Linked DNA regions of Pan troglodytes: region 1 is linked to region 2. The links are chromatin contacts, called in public Hi-C maps. All regions are on one chromosome and are shown on one strand. The core of a region is the stretch at or near the end of the contact, and the rest is flanking DNA. Distances in the headings are between cores, read along the strand shown. Region 1 has its middle 510 kb from the start of INSC. Region 2 has its middle 220 kb from the start of INSC.

What was found. Hi-C and Micro-C count contacts between places; a contact is called where the count stands out from the background.
Region 1: a contact with region 2 is called in a Hi-C map of induced pluripotent stem cells, with 1.7 times the contacts expected there. The contact joins two enhancer-like sites. A contact is called at or near these places in 2 of 7 Hi-C or Micro-C datasets (both in induced pluripotent stem cells).

What each region holds. Positions count from the first base shown.
Region 1 is chr9:19,709,223-19,716,886 of NHGRI_mPanTro3-v2.0_pri, reverse strand. No RefSeq gene overlaps it. Among named protein-coding and RNA genes, the nearest start is that of INSC, 510 kb to the right of the region's middle. Within about 2 kb of position 2,021, at least 1 of the 24 cell types and tissues checked has an H3K27ac peak or open chromatin away from gene starts, as enhancers often do. A contact at or near this core is called in induced pluripotent stem cells, where this site is marked.
Region 2 is chr9:19,416,491-19,423,923 of NHGRI_mPanTro3-v2.0_pri, reverse strand. No RefSeq gene overlaps it. Among named protein-coding and RNA genes, the nearest start is that of INSC, 220 kb to the right of the region's middle. Within about 2 kb of position 1,258, at least 5 of the 24 cell types and tissues checked have an H3K27ac peak or open chromatin away from gene starts, as enhancers often do. A contact at or near this core is called in induced pluripotent stem cells, where this site is marked.

The DNA.
Region 1 (7,664 bases), core at 772-3,271, 290 kb before region 2:
GAACATCTTTCCATGGTGAGTCCTGAATGACTGACTTCATTCCTTTTACCAGCGACACGATGTTCCACAAATGAAAGGGACAAAGTTCATTACTACGGATATATTTTACGCATCCTGTTCTTTCCCATTCCTCCATCTCACCTTCATCTGCTAAAGACACTTTTTAAATTATTGGCTCAGATTAATTTTTAAGCTTGTTTATGGTGCTGTTTTCTTAAACATCCATATACAGCTTTAAAAATAGACATGGTCGGCCGGGCGCGGTGGCTCACGCCTGTAATCCCAGCACTTTGGGAGGCCGAGGCGGGCGGATCACGAGGTCAGGAGATCGAGACCATCCTGGCTAACACGGTGAAACCCCGTCTCTACTAAAAATACAAAAAATTAGCCGGGCGTGGTAGCGGGCGCCTGTAGTCCCAGCTACTCGGGAGGCTGAGGCAGGAGAATGGCGTGAACCCGGGAGGCGGAGCTTGCAGTGAGCCGAGATCGCGCCACTGCACACCAGCCTGGGCGACAGAGCGAGACTCCGTCTCAAAAAAAAAAAAAAAAAAAAAATAGACATGGTCACCTCTGTCAGCATTTTCTCTTCTGACTTTGAACTTTCATAGCTTGCTTCAGAAAATATCATTCTGTCTTATTTAGCTATAGTCACAATAAATCTGTATAACAGACCACCCAAAAGTGTAGTGGCTTTAAAATGCAATCACTTATTCTCATTCATATGTCTGAGGATTGAGTTTTAGCTGATACCACTTGGGCTTGGCTGGGCTTTGCTTTAAGCTGTAGCTTGGGATCAGTTCTGCTCTTGGTGGCCCTTGTCCTCCTGGGATCAGTGAACTAGCTGGGCATGTTATCTTCATGGTGATTGCTGATGCACAAAATACTTTATGTGTCTACTAACATTCTACTGGAAAGCAAGTAGCAGGGCCGACCCCAGAGACCTGGGGTAGAGGATATTTAGATCCCACTGGGAAAAGAGGGAAATAAATATCGCATGTCCATGATTTTTAAACAATAATTTCAAATTCTTTAGTTGTTTTATAGTTTTGTTTTGTATAGATCTTTATCTGTACTGATTTATATATGCAAGTGTGTGTGTATATGTGCACATTAGAGATCTAGTGTTAAACAAGGGAGTGAGCATAAGATATGGTGTCAGGATGTGGGAAGTGAACTACAGCATCCTCTGCTAATGATGGAGAATGATGAAACCACCAGATCACTACTTTCCAAACTGGAAGGCTGGTGCTCCATGGGGAGGAGCTTATTTGGAATTTCATTACAGTTTATTGATCATAGAATATATGATGTGGGTTTAGGTCTGGAAGAGCTTATCAAATTAAGAGTCCTATATTAGATTAGTTTTAGGGCTTTGTTTAATGGTGGACAATCTTACCCGGGTTTTAGCCCTGACAAAATACGGCCCCTTTTTTTTTAATAGAAAACCTACAGGAAGGCAGTGGTAATAGACAAGGGATAATTTCAGGTTCAAATATAAGAAATAAAAAAGCAAAAAAGAAACAATCAGATATGCTGAGGTGCAACTTTCTTCATTGTGTCTGTCCTGGGAAGAATGACAATGCACCTTCCCTTCCCTTCCCTTCTACACCAGGCTTCAGGTGTGAGGAGGCTGTTGAATGTCTGTGAGCAAGACAGAACAAATTATGGGGCTCCTCAGGCAGGTAAGATTCTGACTTTCCTTCAAACCCACAGACTTGAAATATTCGTTCAACACTTACTGGGGAAGCTGATCACTACAGGGTAAAGAGTGAAGAGTGCAGACTACCAGGGGTGGGGCTCTGCTTCTCCTCTACCACTGAACTATTCCGCCTAGCCCCAAACGTGCATACCTCCCTTAGCAAAATGAAGCCCCCCAGCTAACCAAACCCACTATTCTCAGGATGCTGTTCAGCACAGGGCTTTGGGAAAGGTCCTACGCTTTACTGAGAGGCTTATCAAATATTCTTTTGTTTTGGAGATATCCTAAGGTATATCTGTCTCGCTGCTGCCCCCTGCAGATTGCTATCCAATTCAACAGCTCTCTATAGTACAACACAGCCACTGACTATTGCCCTAGAGAGATGGAAGCCTCAGAAGTCTGAGAAATCAGCTACAGTTGCCTTCTAACTTGGGCTAATGCTAGGGCTTACTCTATTAAACAACACAGCGGCTGTCTGTGGCAGGAGCCTAACAAAATGGTAATAAAATATCTGGGTGTTTCCTCCAGCTTAGAGACCCAGTTTACATACTTTCCCTGTGTGATTCTATGTGCCCCATCTCTGTTTAGTGCCTCCATGCAAAGTCAAAGCCAGCAGGAAATCTTCCCGGGAATGTTACCATTTATTTCTCTTTTTTATATAACTTATCTTTCGGGAAATGCAGAAAGATTGCAGAAATAAAGCATCTTGGCATGTGGGATTTTGTGGAGCAGGGCTTGTCAGTCTTGAAGGCTTAAAGAGTTTAGGCACGCACTTCCAAGAGTGTGTGCCAGGCCTCGTATCTTCTCTGTATAGCTTTGTGCCTTTCAATCATACACAGTATTCTCTTTGAGAGGACTTCTCTCCAATACAATTTTCTTGATTTCCCTCCATTTCTCAAAACCTTTTAGCATTCCGTTTGGTACCCCTTGAAGACTGGCATCTTGGGCAACTTCCTACTGATCTATTTCTCCATTGCTCAAGGTGCAACCTTACAGGGTTGTCAGGGCCTCTGTAGCGAAAGTTTCTACCCTTTCAGCATCCCTGTGAAGGCTCAAAAGGAGCCCTGTGATTAGAATTGGGGTGGACAGGGAAATCATAGAGGTCTCCGCATTCAACCATTTTTGCTGAGTTCTCTCAGTATCCCGGCTGGGAGAGGAGCCCCTCAGGACCGAAAGCTTGGCATATGCAGTGTCCCGTGATGAATGCACAGTGCAGTCCATCACAAATTTGTTCCCTTTATTGAGAAGAGTAAGTGATCTAATACTTTTCATGTGGCTGTGGAAGTGCTTAACTGTGACACTTTGTAAACAGACTAACTGGCTGAAATAAGAGAAGCAAAGGATTCCTTCTGGTTTAGAAAGTGGCTATATTTGGAATTATGGATTTATTGATAAAGGCACTGCCTTAATATTCTGTCTTCTGGATCCCATTTAAATCATCTTTTCTTGACCCACAATTATTTGCTTTGATCAAGTATTGGTCAGGATCCTTTTAGTTGCAAATGACAGAAACCTAACCCCTGCCAAATTGAGCCGAGAAGAGAATTTAAGTGGGGCTAGACTCAGAGACTCCAGGGTCTCCCACAACACCATCAGCACTTTTCCTCCCCCTCCCTGCCATGCCTTCCCTCCCCTTTGAATTGGCTCAGCTCCTCTGTTGAGTTGGTCCTATTCTTTCCTCCTACAGCTTGCCTTCCTCCGTGCACCCAGGAATGGTGGTGGTGTCGGCTGACATGGCGGCAGACAGCCGGAGGCTTACAGCATCTCGGCTAACACCAGAAAGAAAAAGAAAATTTTTCTTTCTAAAGTTTGCACACAAAATCCCAAGGAAGTTTTCTAAGTTGCCCTGCTTGAGATGGGCTGTCATCTTCAAAGGGTTGCTTCAGAGCCTTAGGTGAATGCTTATCTGGATGCTTTAAAAAGTGCCAATACCTGAGCCCTGTGCCCAGAGATTCTGATTCAATTGGTCTATGTGGAGCTTGGCTTTGTGCAAATGATTCTAATGGGTAGTCAAGATCAAGAACCACTGCTTTAGACTGATTTGTTCACTTATTCCTCAAAAAAAAACCCACACATTTTTGAACTCCACCCCTGTGCTAGGTAGTATACAAGGTACTGATAGAGCAGTGAACGAGAGAGAGAAAATCATTCTCATGAAGTTCACACACTACAGGGGAATACAGGCAATGTACTCATTAATAAATAAGTAGTGCTAGCAAATAAAAAGTGCCATCCAGAGAATTAAAACAGGATCAATGTATGCATGATGGGACAGAGCCAGTCCTCAGCAACTTGGAGGGAAGAGCATTCTGGGCAGAGGGAACAACTACTGCAAAGGCTGAGAGGCAGAAACAGGCTTGACCTATCCCAGGAATGGAAAAAGGCCAATGTGGCTGAAATATGGTGAATGAAGGAAAGAGTGACAAGGGATGAGGTCAGAGAGACCGAGAGCAGCCAGCTGCCATGGAGCTTAGTAAGCCAGGCTGAGGAATGTGGATTTCATTCTCTAGGCAATGGACTATTAGCAGACATGAAGGAGTGATGGGATTTGATTTACATTTTTAAATGTTTATTCTGGCTGCTGTGTGGAAAAAGGACTAGGTGGGGTAAGAGTGGAAGCAGGTGGACCAACAAGTAGGAGACAAATGCAAATGTCCAGGTGAAAAATGCTGTTTGCTTGTACTAGGTAGGTTTTGGGGAGAAGCGAATGGATCCTGGCTAAGTTTTTGCAATTGAGTTGACAGGACACCAGAATGTAAGCCCCTTAGTTTTTCTTTTGATATCCCAAATATCTAGGGTGGGGAGAAGGGGGTAATGTATTTGAGCCAGTAAGTGCTCCAGAACTCCTTGTTAAATTAATAAAACCAGAGTCTAGAGGCACGAGGATGGAGGGGAAGGAATGGAAATAAAACTCTGAGCCTGCATAGCCAAAGAACAGACTCCTCTGATGGAAGCCTGTGCCCAGCATGGTGCTAACACATAGAAAAGAGGAGTGGAGGGAGATGCAAGTGCTAGCTGGAGGAAAGTGTATTTAGTGGCTCTGAAGCTTGTCTAGGAAGCAAAAATATACAGGAGAGAGATCCAGAAAAGGCTTTCAGCTCTGCTCCCAGGCAAGAGGTTGGACAGAAGAAGACACTGCATCACCATCACAGTAATGAGATTTAACAACTCTACTAGTCCAAGTATAACTAGTACAACCAGTCAAGAGAGCTTAGTGAAACTAAGTAGGGATATATCCTGTGATCCAGCAATCCCAGTCTTTACCCTGTTACCCAGAAATCCTAGCCTTAGTTCAGTTTTTAGAAAAATTCCTATGTGGGTCCAACTGGGACCCTGAGCAAGGAAGTCTGTCAGGATAAAGCTCAGAGTAGAGTGAAGGCAATACAAGAGTCCATCAGTGGAAAACTGGATACGTAAAATGAAGTAGATGTTACAAAATAATATGCAGTTGTTAGAACCATCAAACTCCATGTGTACAGAACAGCATGGGAGACTTTAAAAACATAGTGTTGAATGAAAAGCATGTGAGAACACCATAGATTAAACATAGAATAATACCAATATGTCAATTAAAAACATATACACTAATGGCATATTTACAAGGAAACGTGCATATTTCAGGGCATAGGTCAAGCACGTTAGAGTAGATGTCAATGAGGATAGGGAATAGGTGTAGGATTAGGGATTATGGTAAGGAGAATAACATCCCTCCTCCAAAGATGTCCACGTCTGAATTCCCAGAAACTGTGAAGTTGTTTGGTTACATGACGAGTGGGAATTAAGGTTACAGATGGAATTAAAGTTGCTAATCAGCAGACAGAGAGCATATCCTGGGTTATCCAGATGAGTTCAATGTAATCACAAAAGTCCTTAAAAATGGAAGAGGGAAACAGGAGTCAAAGGAAGATATGACTAAGAGAAGACAGTGTAAGAGGGACTAGGCCCGAAGTTGCTGGCTTTGAAGTTGGAGGAAGGAGCCATGAGCTAAAGAAAGTGAGAAGTTTCTAGAATCTGGAAAAGGCAAAGAAACAGATCATCTCCTACAGCCTCCACAGAAGGAATGCACCCTGCCAATACCTTCACCTTGCCCCAGATCATCTCCTAGAGCCTCCACAGAGGAGTGCACCCTGCCAATACCTTCATCTTATCCCAGTGAGATTTGAGTTGGACTTCCCACCTATAAAACTGTAAAGTAATATGTTTGTGTTGCTTTGAGCCACTCAGTTTGTGGCAACTTGTTACAGAAGCAACAGGAAACTCATACAAGGGTAGAGGGAGTCACACGGACTGATGGGGTAACCAACATGCCATGAACCAAGGAGTCTGAATGACTCAGCTCTTCTCATCTAAGGTTCAAAACAACAGCAGTAGCAGCAGCAACAACAACAGCAATGTTCAAATTGAAGGGAGAGAACAAGAAAAGAAACACTCTCAAAATATAAAACCAGATTCCATGGAAAACCACGGACCTGAAAGTAAGCATTCATTGTGTTCTAAAGACCAAAGTAAGAACCTTATAAGCATGATCTCTTTGTTGGTTCTTGGAGGACAGGGTACTGGGACTGGCTTTCTGGTGCAGGGGAATGATTGATAATAATGATGATAATCCCACAAAGCCTGTGCGTGTCTCCTCCTCCAGTGAACATCATTGCCCACTTCTTTAAACCTGCAGAGAGAGCCCTTCCCTCTCTCTTCTCTCCCCCTTGCCTCTAGCCTCAACCCTTGTTCCTGACTCACTCACAGCACCAAGCACAGTACCTGGAGCACAGTGAATTGTGATCTCGTGTAGAGCTGAGCCCATTTTGATGCTTAGGAAAGCTTCTGACTATCCTGTTGCCCACCACACCCCAGAGATTTTGTATCAGCGAGTCCATTCATAAAGGAACCGTGGGACTTTCATGAGCTATTTCTTCTAAACAACTTAGAGCAACCCTCAGAGGCCCCAGTGTGATGTTTGTGTGTCTAATTTCCATGAGCTATTGATAAGAGCCCACTCCAGTGAGCTAGTTGTCAGCCTCTACTCCAAGGGCCTGGAAAATGTACTATTTGCAATTACTTGAAAAGAAACTAATTAGCTCTAAGGAGGAAACCATAGGTAGAAATGACTAAAATCAGCTGTTCAACTGTGCTTGGCAAAAAATTAAAAGGAGTAGGTAATCTACCTCACATTTGTTTTATTTGAAAGAAAAGCAGGAAGAAGGGGGACCTAGGCAGAAGGGGTTTCCATGGCATTTTCCCTGTAGGGACAGGCCTCTGAGCACAAGCAGTGTCAGCCTACCTGTCAGGAGGCTAAAGGTTATGACGTGTCCTTGAATGCTATGTTTGGACTTTGTTCAGTGTCAGGCAAAGGAAGGTATTTGAAAGGAGAAGTGATGATTAGCTCAGGACTGTTTACGTGTGTATTGCTCTTCAATATAAGTGTTGGACTTCTGTATTTGGTAAATAAGTTATGTGTTCTCTTTTAGAAGTAGCCACTCTGAATCGTTTTACAAGACAAATTAAAAAAAAACACAATATTACCATTTCTCAAAGCCTGGCACTTGCCTGGTATACAGCAGGCTAATGGTAGGAGTGAAATAAGGGGTCAGCACCCTGGCCATGGTGCGGAAGCCACCTCGGATGAGAGAGGATTGCAACAATCTGGAGGAGAGATGAAGAGGCAACAGCAAGATAGCAGAGAAAAAATGCTTCCGACGTGAGTCAGAGCAATAACAATTCAATAATAACAACACTGGAACTGGACATTTATCAAGTGTTTGCCATATGCCGTGCTTTACACGCATTCTCTACTGTTATTTCCATTTTACTCTTAAGAAAGCTGAAATTTAAGTACTTGCCCAAGGTCACATGGCTCCTAAGTGGTAAGACGACTGTTCTGAGTGCAGAAGAAGACTCTGAGCAAAGGATCTGGGTGTCAATTCATTTGCAAGGTGACTCCATGAAATAACCAGTAAAGATGAGAAAC
Region 2 (7,433 bases), core at 9-2,508:
TTAAATACATACAACTATAATCTGTCAATATATAATTTTTAAGATATTCTCTAAATAGGTATAGAGGTTTCTAAAAAAACTAAAAATAGAATGACTACATGACCCAGCAATCCCACTTCTGGGTATTTACCCAAAAATATTGAAATTGGTATGTCAAAAAATGTCTGCATGCACATGTTAATTGCAGCATTATTCACAATAGCCAAGATCAACCTAAGTATTCATCAGAGGTTGAATGAATAAAGAAAATATAGTACATACACACAAAGACTTAAAAAAGGAAGAAATTCTGTCATTTGGGACAATGTGGATGGCATTGGAGAACATTATGTTAAGTGAAATAAGCCAAACATAGAAAGGCAAATACGACAATTTCTCACTTATATGTGGAATCTAAAACAATTGGAAGTCATAGAAGCAGAGAGTAGAATGGTAGCTACCAGAAGCTGAGGGTGGGGAGAATGGGAAGATAATAATAAAACGATTCAAAGCCTCAGTTGGATGGGAGGAATAGGTTTGATTGTTTTTAGATCAATTGCATAGTGTTGTTAATAATTGAGTACTGTACATTTTAATATCACCAAGAGAATAAATTTCAAATGCTCTAACCACATAAAGTGTTAAATATTTGAGGTGATTGATACGTTAATTAGTTTGAGTCAGTCGTTCCATATTGTATTCAAAAGTCAGAACATTACCCCTTAAATACACACAACTATAACCTGTCAATATATTCTCTCTATATATATATTCTCTATATAGTTTGTGGTGGTAGTTACATGGGTGTATATATTTGCCAAAAGTCACCATGCTATACTCTTAAAGTGAGTAAATTTTATTTGATGTATATTATATACCCATAAAGTTTATTTATATTTCATTAGGTAAAATTAAAAACTCAAATAGTCTAATTTCAGAGTGCTTGTTTTTAACAACTGTGCCATCTAACAAATGTGACATATGTGTTTTTAGATATCGTATCAAATATTAAAAATATATAAAATCTTGGTTTATGTCAAGATAGTTGACTAGTTTTCTCTCCTTCCTCCAAAAAATATGAACACTGAAAAAATGGTGAAAGCAAGGGGAAAATATGGGTTCCAGGAACTAACAACAACAAAAAAAGTGAGCCCTCTGGAACAGTTCCTGGAACTGGCATGTGCCAGGGAGTAGGGCAGCTTCAAGGGGTCCAGGACAGCGAGAGATGGTGCCAGCCAATGTGCAGGAGGGAATCTTTGAAATCCTGATCTCACCTTCCTTGGGACTGCCTCAGGCAAGCCGTTGCCTGCCCTTTCACAGCTCAGCCAGGCCAACACTAGAGCAGCAGGAAATCCCTGCTGGGATTAAGAGTTGATTAAAACAAAGTGGGTCTGTTCTGCTGCCCTTAGGCTTTCACACCTTCACCCTACCCCCTCCTAAACCCAGGGCTGGGGGACACAACCTAAAGGGACCACCCTCTCCCCTTGCCACTTCATCCTACAGTTCGAAAGCGAAACTCCAACCACTGGGCTTGTGGGGTCTTGGGCTTTCCGTACTAGGATTCATCTGTTCCCCTTTCTCCTTAAACCCATGGGGCCAGACAGACCCTTGACCTTGATTCTTTCCCCAATACAGATTACCTAAGTAATTGGTTGAAAGCCCCAGGAAAACATCATTTTATAAACCAAAATAACTAGACATGCCACATAATGTTGGCACACATTTCCTCAAAATAGAATCCCAAGTTAAGAGGAGGTACCCTGAATTCCAGGTACCCAGAGAAGAGTCCTTTTATCCAGGAGGTAGATATTATTACTTATACCTTGTAGGTAAAGAAATAAAATCTTAGAAAGCTCAAGTGACTTGCTCAAGACCCCACAGCTATTCAAAGGCAGAGCTGAGATTCAGAGGAAGAGTAGGTTGGCTTCAGAGTCTAGGAGATAGAAATGGAACAAGACTAAGTGCTGAGTGTACCCAGCGTTCATTCTCACTCTTGCCATCTCAAAGCCCAGTACTCAAAGCGGGTCAGGAGATAAAGCTCTATGTGCTCAGTCCTAAGAAGCGTGAGAGTTAAAGTCAGCATTTGATGGGAAAGAGCAAGCCCAGGGCTGCAAGTCAGAACTGGGTCCCAGCCTGAGCTTTGCCACAACCTACCTATAACCAAGTCACCTCTTCCTCTTTATGTCCTCATTCTCTCTGCATACGGAAGTTCTCTGGAATCCCATGTCTCTGTGCCTGTCAGAAGGCTTCCCTTAGACCCCAAGCCCCAACCACAAGGGCTGGAAGCATTCATTTCTTTCCTCCCAATATCTTTCCTCTTCTCCACTTATACCAACCATTCCAGCTTGGGCTTCCCAGCTGAGGGCCGGGTGTGGATTGTTTGAAAAGACATATGGCATCCCAGTGTAGCTGAGAGTCCAATCTCAAGGGGAAACCATTGTTCATTCATCTGGACCGAGTGACATTCTTTATGCAAGAATAACTCTTGATTAAAGGGTGAGTTTTAATGGAAACTAATTAGGCAAACTCTTTAGCCTGGGCATAATGATCAAATGAGCTGTCACATCATACCTGATACAATGATCTCACTCGCTACAAGATTTTATTCCTTAGCAATTACACTCCCACATGGCACTGCGTGCCGTTATTGCCTGGAGCACACATGTCAAATTAAAGAGCAACTTATGCACCTGATATTTAATTATTGCCTAGTACTACAGACACCCAGGGAATGTCAAAGTGAGCAGTCCTGCTTGGGAGAAACGAAAACTGAAATCTTCTTCTGCAAAGGAGAAAAAAAAATAGGGATAAAACATGTATAGGCTACTATAGTTTCTTATTCAGCCATCTTACAATTCACAGTTACAAAACCTGCTCTCCCCAATCTTGAATAATTTACCATTTTTTTCTTCATCCAGAAAAGTCAGCAGAAGGAAAGTTGCAGGTAAAGGCACTGGGGTCCTATTGGTATTTGCTTACTTATGTGATTAATGTGGTCAAGATCTGGTCAAAGTTGAGCTCTTCCTAGAAGTTATTCTTCCCCTAACAGGATTTGACAGGAAAGAGGGTGCCTCACGTGCCTCACCAGCCCAAAGGGAAACGTTTGCCCTCAAGGCTGAGCACTGAGGAAGCCCCATCTTGCACTTCAGTCACACTTGGTAACAAATTTGAAAAGGTGACCAAAGTTTCTCCCCAATGCATTTGTCTAAAAGTTGAGAAGGTGAAAAGTCACTGAGATGTAAGGATCAGTTCAAACTTTGGCTGTATATTAGACTAATCCAGAGAGCTTTCCAAACATACTGACACTCAGAATCTTATCTAATTGAATTAAATCAGGGGAGAGAGGCTGGGTAATTTTTTTAAATCTCCTCAGATGATTCTAGTGTTCATATAGGGTAGAGAGCCACTAGTCTGGATAGAAACCAGCCAGACATAAAGGTGTGCTTGGTGTTATAGGAGGTGCTTTCTATCTTCGAACTACCAGACTCCTGTGCCTTTGCACTTGCTATTTTCTCCTCTGGAATGCCCTTCCCCATCCTCTCTTTCTACCTGGAAAAATCTCATTTATGCTTCAACATCAAGAGTAAATGTCACTTTCCCTATGAAGTCTCCCCTGGTTTCCTTAGGAAGTGTTGCTTCAGCATCCACCAGGAGCCAGATACAAAGCTCAAAGGACCATTAAATCAAACTATTCTCCTCAATTGAGGCTCTAGAAGGGAAGCTTCATGTCTTCGGCAACCATCTGTGTTCCCCAGCTGAGCAAATTCTGAGAGTGTCTATGTCCATTTTGCTCCAGATAAAGAAATTCAATTATCCCTTATCAACATTGCGACATTGTACTGCCTAATACTAAAATGCCTTAATATGAGTGCTTTAGTATTTAGTAAACTGCACAGCTTGCGAAAACCCCTCCAAACATCTGGCAGGAGGCCCAGCAGAGGTGAGGCTGGAACCTCTAATGATGGAAACATGTAAAAAAGTGTTTTGTATCAACTGATAGTCATTAACTTCCAGTGTCAGCCTTATCCCCAGAGATCTGGTTCCTCAGCTTTGCAAAGGCTTCTGGGAAACAGCAGCTGGGGTGGGGCCTGGGCACACCCTGGGGTTGAGGGAGGACAGGCCTGTCACTGCCAACCTGGAGGTGATGCCTCTGATGAAAGAGAGTGGATCTGGGGACTCTTATCTTCCTTCCAGGGCCTTGGATGCTGTGTGAGGATTGATTCTCAACTGTGCCACTGGCTGGCTGTGTGACCTTGAACAGGAAACCTCAGTTTCTCTGTCTTTCAGGTGGAGTTAGCAAAGATCTCTACTTCACAGAGCAGTTGAGTTGTATGTATGAAAATCTGTGCCAGCAAGGCTTCTAGCATAGTACTGGCTTACAGAAGGCAGTCAATAAGGGAAATTTCTTTCTCCATTCTTCCCTTTAGACCTTCCTAACTAGAACATAGACCTGTCAGATGACCCCCTTTCCTATGTGGCAAATAAAGGCTGCTTGATCTTATGATCCCTGGGCTACAGTTTGTGGTGTTTGTGTACATGAATACTGAAATAAAAACCCATAATGGAATAGCTGGATTTTTATTTTCTCTGACCATTATTAATAAATATTTGTCCAAATATCATTTTATTCAATAAAGATGAATTGAGTAACTACTATGTTCCAGGCACAATGTACACTGAGATTATTTAGAAGTGTGTCTGCACCTTGGATTCCCCAGAAGACACTCAACTGACAGACAGTGGGAGGCATTACTAAGGAGTACATTTAAGATCCACTCCTGTTAAAGGGAGTTATTATGGAGTGAACTATGTTCCCCCAAAATTCATATGCTGAAATCTTAGCCCCCAGTGATACTGTATTTGGAGTTAGGGCCTTCAAGGAGATAATTAAGGTTAAATAGGGTCATAAGAGTGAAGCCATAATCTGATAAGACTTGAGTCCCTATAAGAAGAGGAAGAGACACCAGAAATCTCTTTTCCCCATGAACATAGAGGAAAAGCAACATGAGGATACAGCAAGAAGGCAGCCATCTGCAAGCCAGGAAAAGAGCCCTCATCAGAAACCAACCCTGCTGGTTGGTTTCAACCAAACTTGATGTTGGACTTCTAGCCTCCAGAACTGTAAGTAAATAAATTTCTGTTGTTTAAGCCACCTAGTTGGTGATATTTTGTTATTGTAGCCTGAGCTTACTAAGACAAGAAATGAAGGAAACATGAAGGGCAGAGGGAGACACTGAACTGTAATGCAGTCCCAATTAAGACCTCACTTGGCCCCATAGAGAGCTCTGGAGCCGGGATGGTCACTCAGAGTCATCTCTAATGGTAGTGAGAGTCTGGGTCTTTATGCTCCCAGGTTATCAGACATTGGAATCAGGTTGCCCTTAAAAAGAGGCATAACCCTGGAAGAGATAGTTTTCTTCAGTTGGGCAAAACCCAAGAAGGCTGATGGGATCCATGCAACACAGCATCCACTCACAATGTAATTCTTCATGGGGCTAGTGAGCAGGGCCCTTTATCCAGTACCTACCATGTGCCAGAAACTTCACTCATGACATTTTATTTGATGTTCACAATGCTCTCATGAGACAATACCTGTGTCACAGAGAATGTTAAATAACCTGCCCAAAGTCACAACGCTGATAAACAACATAGCTAGAATTGAAAAAAAGGCCTATCTTCCAAAGACCCTACTCTTGCCTTGACATGATGCTGCCACTCCATAGGTAACTTTCGTCTCCTGCAAGACGTACTTCCTGTCCTTGTCTAGCAGTTTCTTGTCCCCATGGTACCTTGTACATCTCCCTTGAAAGCCTACTTCACTTTACCTTATAACAACCTTATTAGTTGGCACTTATTTGTCATTTACAATGTCCCAGACACTGTGCTAGCTCTATTCTTATATTAATTCATTTAATCTTTCCAATGGCCCTCTGAAGCATTATTTTTGTCAGTCCCATTTTACTAATGAGAAGGCTAATAAGACACATAGCTGTTAAATAAATTTTCCAAAGACACCCAGCCAGGATTTGAACTCAGCAGGTCTGTTTCCAGATATAATGGCCCTGCCTGCCTCCCTTCTGATCTGCATATACTTGGAGAAAGTGGCCAAGTCTTGTTCATCTTTTCTACCCCAGTGCCTTAGCTGGAACTAATGTATAGTAAGTTCTCTGTAAGATTTTCCCAAATAACTGAATGATGCCTTGCACTTGAACATTTGGAAAATGATTTCACTTGATTTATATGGAAAAAGCCTAGAAGAAAAGACACAAAATCCATTTGCTCTGTTGAAATAATATCTTTTTAAGAGCTCACAATTTATGGTGGCAAACTGTCTCTTCACTTCCTATCCCTGTTGTAAGAGCAGACATCTATTCCATTTCTGATTGCATTGCTGGTGGGATGAAGTTTTCCCTAGGTCCATGAGGATCTAATCCAGAAATATCCCAGGCATCACAGTATGGTGCTGGCTTTCCAAGGATCCTACAACCAATTCTAAGATGAAAAAATCAAAATTCCCATCCCCACTGCAACTCTGAGGTGATATTGGAATTGAGACCCAAATAACAAGAAGTAGCCAACCTTGTGATAATTTGGGAGAGCAGCATTTCAGGCAAGGGGAGAAAGTGGGTGTGAAGACCCTGAAGCAGGGGAGAAAGTGGGTGTGAAGACCCTGAGGCAGGGGAGAAAGTGGTGTGAAGACGCTGAGGCAGGGGAGAAAGTGGTGTGAAGACCCTGAGGAAGGACTAAGCTTGCCAATGTTTCCAGGGATAGAAAGAAGGTCAGTCTGCTTGAAGCAGTCGAGCAGTGGTCGAAGTAGTAGAGTAGAGAAGGATGGGAGAATGGTAAGTCTTAAGACCTAAGGCCTGAGAAGCAGGAGGGAGGACACAAACTGTCCAGACCCTTACAGGCCATAGAATTATGGGGAACCATTGACAAGCTTTAAGACAGAGAGAAATGTAGTATGATTTCACAGATCACTGTGGCTGCTGAGTGAAGAATGAACTGTAGATAACAAAACTGGAAGCAGGGAGACTTCATTCACTTTCTTTTTTTCTTTCTTTTTTTTTTTTTTTTTTTTGAGACTGAGTCTTACTCTGTTTACTGGTTTACCAATTTTGGCTCCTGATTCCAACCCCAACGTTCCTACTGAGCAATTCAGATTCCCCAGTTCCTTCCTCCCTCATCCGAGGCTCCCCAAGAATTGACCTGCCATGTTGTTAGCTACTTGGTCACCTGCCTAGCTGGCTCTGCACAATTCGGGATCGGATGGGTAGTCTAGATCCCAAAATGGCAGTGATTTGATTCATAATTGTCACTTATAACCCCTAAAGGTGTTGACTGCAAGATCCATGAAGGCATAGCAAGAGTTGACACTGTTCATCGAGGCTTCTGTAATGCCACACAGAATGCGTGCCCCAAAGATGATGGTTGGGTGAACGGATGGCTATAGATGT